2 separate regions of the Mus musculus genome follow, and region 2 is linked to region 1. A link is a contact called in public Hi-C data. All regions are on one chromosome and are shown on one strand. The core of a region is the stretch at or near the end of the contact, and the rest is flanking DNA. Distances in the headings are between cores, read along the strand shown.

What was found. A called contact is a pair of places that touch in the nucleus more often than the background predicts.
Region 2: a Hi-C map of cerebral cortex shows a contact between it and region 1, with 6 times the contacts expected there. The contact joins two enhancer-like sites. A contact is called at or near these places in 9 of 39 promoter capture datasets (the 3T3-L1 cell line, the HPC-7 cell line, HPC-7-derived erythroid cells and 5 more), 1 of 15 datasets of contacts at CTCF or cohesin (large pre-B cells), 4 of 484 Hi-C or Micro-C datasets (cerebral cortex, embryonic fibroblasts and liver), 1 of 115 datasets of contacts at active chromatin or transcription factors (embryonic stem cells) and 2 of 9 other capture datasets (adipose tissue and liver).

What each region holds. Positions count from the first base shown.
Region 1 is chr7:141,804,103-141,806,802 of GRCm38.p6, forward strand. It overlaps Muc5ac (mucin 5, subtypes A and C, tracheobronchial/gastric), which reads left to right. Exons shown (of 49, transcript NM_010844.3): 27 at 184-312; 28 at 573-726; 29 at 1,354-1,397; 30 at 1,511-1,696. Among named protein-coding and RNA genes, the nearest start is that of Muc5ac, 16 kb to the left of the region's middle. Within about 2 kb of position 1,354, at least 14 of the 459 cell types and tissues checked have an H3K27ac peak or open chromatin away from gene starts, as enhancers often do. A contact at or near this core is called in cerebral cortex, where this site is marked.
Region 2 is chr7:141,927,519-141,930,218 of GRCm38.p6, forward strand. The region is part of intron 2 of Gm32539 (a long non-coding RNA gene); the gene reads left to right. Among named protein-coding and RNA genes, the nearest start is that of Gm32539, 4.6 kb to the left of the region's middle. Within about 2 kb of position 1,318, at least 6 of the 459 cell types and tissues checked have an H3K27ac peak or open chromatin away from gene starts, as enhancers often do. A contact at or near this core is called in cerebral cortex, where this site is marked.

The DNA of each region.
Region 1 (2,700 bases), core at 104-2,603:
GGCGTGGTGTGGCTGAGGGCAGCTGCTGTACCTGGAGAGCCCCGTTTGATGGTTTCTGCTCTGGCACTCCCATTAGGCAGAAACCTTTATCTGACTTACCCTTTCTTGGGGTGGGGTGGGGTGGGAAATGATTTAGCAGACCCTAGGCTCAGGCTTATTCCAGTAACTCTTTCCATTTTCCAGCACTGTTCTGTGACTACTACAACCCAGAGGGTCAGTGTGAGTGGCACTACCAGCCGTGTGGGGCCCCCTGCATGCGTACCTGCCAGAACCCTACTGGACAGTGCCTACAAGATCTCCGTGGTCTGGAAGGTAGACTGAAGGCTGAACTGGGAGGGGCAGGATCTGTTGGGTTCCTAGGATCAGAACTTTGGACAATCCTGGGATCTACGGCCTGGGGTCTATCCTGGGATTGGAGGCCTGGGGTCTTTTTATTCTTCCTGATCCCACTAGGAGCCTTTATGGTTTCAACCATGTTGTGATTGAGGCTGGTCCCAGGGGACAGACCTGGGCCATGGAATGAGAGGACTCTGGGAAGACTCTGTCTGGAACACAGGTCTCTTGGTCCACAGGATGCTATCCCAAGTGCCCACCAACAGCCCCCATCTTTGATGAGGGCACAATGCAGTGTGTATCCAACTGTACAGTCACCTTCCCCTGCCGCGTCAATGGAAAGTTGTACCGGCCAGGTGCATCAGTACCTTCAGACAAAAACTGCGATTCCTGGTGAGTCACTCTGCCAGAGTAATAGATGACCTGAAACACTGTGGGGAATTGGAACTAATCTTATAGCACCAGCCTGGGGTCTAGAAGTACCCTCAGTCCATGGTTGAGCTGAGGGGGAAGGATGACATCATCGGCACTGTGGGCCCCATGGATGCACACCTGCCTGAACCCCAGTGGCCTGAGCCTCAGCTAGGAGGGAGAGCACTGTTGCCTTAGGCTGAGCTGGGAAGGAGAGCAGCCTTGGCTTAAGGCTGGGCTGACAGGGAGGGCACCCTTGGCCTGGGGTTTTTTAATGAAGGGAGTAAAACCTCAGCATGGGGCTCAGGTGAGAGGAAAGGTGCCTTTGGCCTAAGGCTCATCTGGGAGGGAGGACACCCTTGACTTAAGATCCATCTTGTGTGTGAATGTGATGTGCACTCAGGCCAGGGCTGAGGGGACAATGTCCATCAAAGTCCACATTGCCTCTATTAGTTATTGACAGGGGACAATGCTTGAGAGAGTGTGACCTTAGTAGAGCAGACTTAGGCTGTGGCAGGGCTGTCTCGTCACTAACACTAAGCACAGCAGGTTCTAACAGAGGGTTCCAGTTCCTATGCGCTCAGTTCCACTTCTTGCTTCTCTTGACAGCATCTGCACGGAGAGTGGTGTGCGCTGTACCCACAATGCTGGTGGTGAGCTCCTGCAGCTCCCTCTGAGCTGGAGATGGGGTGGTGTGTGGGCAGGTGGGGCATTCGTTGCCAGAACTTTAGCACACTCTGACAGGCTAAACATCTATTCCCCACAGCCTGTGTCTGTACCTACAACGGGCAACAGTTCCATCCTGGGGAGATCATCTACCACACAACAGATGGCATAGGAGGCTGCATCTCTGCACACTGCAGGGCCAATGGTACCATCGAGAGGAGCGTTGACACCTGCAACTCCACCACCCCTACACCCCCCACCACTTTCTCCTTCTCCACACCGCCCGGTAAGGCAGATGTGACTGGTGGCAGAAAATGCTAGGTTTCCCAGGGGTATCCCTCTCCTTGGTGATTGGTACTGCCTCTCTTGCTGAATGTTAGGTTAATGGCTATCTTTAGATATTAGTGGCAGGCCATGAGGCTCAAGAGCTGGGAGGGACAGGAATACCTTGCTTTGTTCCACAGCAGAAAGGGATCAATCTTACTGACCACTGACCCATTCTGGCAGGCCTGGTATCCATGGTGCTGCTTTCTGTAGCTACTGGACATGACCTCAAGGGAGTGTGGGCCTTGAAAGGCTTTCTCTCCCTTTCAGTGACACAGATACAGGCCAGATTAGATCAGATTAAAAGTACATAAAGGCAGATTTATTAGGAGGCAGCTCTCAGGTGGGTTCACCGATCTCACAGGTGGAGATCAGTGAAGTTACACTGGCATCCAGGCTAAAGTAAGGGGGTTTTATAGAGCTTAAGTGAGGAGTGATGGCATACCAGCTAAGAGCTGGGATTGTGCCCATATGTGGTCAGAAACTGAGCCCCTGGGCGGGCACTCTTGGGTGAGCACTTGGAGATGGGAAGTGATGACGTGTTAGCACAGAGTTTATTCCAAGGGGGTGGGGGAGTTTTTTCTGTGTGGGTGGGGTTGGGGGAAGGAGGGCAGATGGGGGTTTCCCAGCTTGTGCGGGGCAAGCAGGGGTTCCAGCCTAACAGGCCTTAGCTTAGAAGCTCCGAGAACAAGTGGTTCTAGGCCAGCCTTGGATGAATATGAGATTCTCCCAGAATTCATAGCTGCCTGCTTGCTTTACACTGCATGGATCGCTAGGCGTCTCTGAGGTCTCACCCTCCTGGAGATTTTTAAAGTTACCCCAAACTAGTTTTGAGGGGTTTAAGCATGTAGATTCCTCTCAGGGCATGGCTCAGAGAGTAGAGATTACTCTTTAGAGATTAATTTGTCTGTTCATGGACCATCTCTGCCCACTGAAAGGCACTGGGAAGGTAGGCTGACTGACATG
Region 2 (2,700 bases), core at 68-2,567, 120 kb after region 1:
GACCCTTGAAGATCATTGTTTGACCTCAGCAGATGAGCCATGACATAGGCATGTGTGTGTGTGTGTGTGTGTGTGTGTGTGTACATACACAGAGGCACAGAGACACACACAGAGAGACACACAGGCACACACAAAATGTAATAACATTTTTTTCTAAAATATTAGGCCAGATGTGGTAGTGTATACCAGTAACCCTGGCCAAAGGAGCAGAATTATGAATTCAAACCCATCCTAGGCTATATTGTGAGCCCCTGTCTCAACAAAACAAAACAATATGTACACCCCCTCCCACAAACCATAAATAAATCAAAAAGTGAAAACTCAGCACGTGTCGAGAAAGGAAAGGAAAGGACGGTGTTATAGACATTTAGCTACTTATGCCATTAAACTTCCAACTATTGAAATGGATAATTTGTAGGTCAGAACATTTGGGGTCAGAACAAACTCATTCACTAAACTCATTCCCAAATGTCCTGTGATAGCATCCTAGGACCCAGGCCAACTAGAGTAGGGACAGGGAGTAGATAAACATGGGCCCCTGCCCGTGAGCCTCCAACTTTGTAACAGGACCTGGAGAGGCAGACAGCCAGGCTGAAGGTGACTGGGAGAGTGGAGGTAGTGACTTTTGCCTGATACTGATACAGTGAGGACCTGACGGCGGGCTCAGTGAATAGTCAAGTTGTATATTCCGTCCAAATGTGAACATAAGCTGTGTCCCTACAGCTGCAGACAGCTCCCTCGGTCCTGGCTCCTGCACAGTCACAGACTAGACTGGCTCCTGCACAGTCACAGACTAGACAGAGAACCACTCATATAGACACACACAGACATGTACACAGACAATCCACATGTCACACACACCCAGACATACATTCACACAGCCCAGTCTCACACACAGTCCCAGAGAAACACACACAGAGACACATAGACATAGGCATGCATACATAGATACACATAGACTAGCATACAGACAGCTCACACGTCACAGATCCATAGACACACACACACACACACACACACACACACACTCACACCAAGAAAGAAATACACCAAAAGAGAAAGACACAGGACAATACTTCAGAGGATGCAGACACAAAGACTCCAAGGAGGTTCACTCTTCCGTTTATGTTAGTCCCTGTGCCCCATATTCAGGAGGTGTCCCTGTCCCATGGCTATACCTATGGCCTGTCCCCTGCCCCTCCCAAGATAAATGGTTTTCCAGGCTTGGAACTGTGGGTTCTCTACACTTGTGGAAATGCACAGAGCTGCCTTTGTGCTTCCTAAATAAGACACTAGGAACGGGAGGATGGAAATAGCAGCTAGTCGTGGTGGGAAGCGGGTTATCTCGGCGCGAGGGCGGCAACAGTAGGAAGTCTATTATTGCACCCAGCTCAGCGCACAGAGCGGGAAGTGCATCAGGAATAGAAATCAGTGTCTTAGCAGCCCAGGATGTGGCTCAGAGTGCCCCCCCCAAGCAATGTCCCCTAACTCCTTCCATGTCAGACGGACAGGACATTCCTTACGTCTAAAACGAAGCACAAAGGAGAATTTAGGGAGACTTAGCGTGTTCACTTCCAAGTTTTTGGCCCACGGCAGAGGCGGTTTTCTCTGTTTTTGGTTATGAATTAAATTCTCCCAGACTGTCACGGTTTTTGTAGTTCTCTGACACATCTCTTGCTGGATTTACTCACAGGTATTTGATATTTGGAGGGGGGTACCATGAACATCGTCTCCTCTTAACCATGGTTTGAACAACTTGGTTTTTTGTTGTTGTGTTGTTGTTGCAGCTTGGTTTGACTTTAGTTTTTGTCACTGTGATGGTTGCTGGCTGTTTGTTTTAGACATCTCTAATGTAGTTGAGGATGACCTTGAACTCCCGATCGATCTTCCTGCCTGTTGAGAGGACGTGTGTACATCACCTCACCTGGCTCACAACTGACTTCTTGCACCACTTTTTCCTTTTTTCTTAGTAGTTTCCTGCATATGTAAGTATGGTAGGTGTGTGTGTGTCTGAGTGTGTACTGGTGTGTGTGTGTGTGTGTGTGTGTGTATGAGTGTGTGTCCATGTGAAAGCCCACGGCTGATGTTATGAGTCTTCCTCCAGCTTCCTTCTGCCTTTTCATTGTGCTCTTAGATTTGGCTAGTCTCCTCACTAGCCAACTTGCCCCAGGAATCCCTTGTCTCTGCCTTCGAGGGCTGTAATTGGAGGCAGGCTGCTGTGCCCACTTGGCACTTGTGTGGTTTCTGGTGATCCAGTCCTCTCACATGAACGGATAGAGCTTTACCTGCTGAGTCCTATTCTCAGCTCACATTCATTTTTTTAAAAAAAGAATTATTTACTTTTTATACAATTTTTATTAGATATTTTCTTCATTCACACTTTTTTATGTACACTGTAGCTGTCTTCAGAAGAAGGCATCGGGTCCTATTACAGATGGCTGTAAGCCACCCTGTGGTTGCTGGGAATTAAACTCAGGGCCCCTGGAACCTCTCCAGCTCCCTTACATTAATTTTTTTAGTAAAGCAAAATACATAGGATGTTAAATGTTCCACCTTAACCATTGTAAATGCATACACAGCTTGGCAGCAGTAAGTACCTCACACTAGTGTGTGGCCGCTCCTCTCCTGACCTTCTACTTCTCAGACTAAAACTACTCCCTCTGTGCTGATTTTGCAGTTTACCTCAGCCAGTGTCCCAAA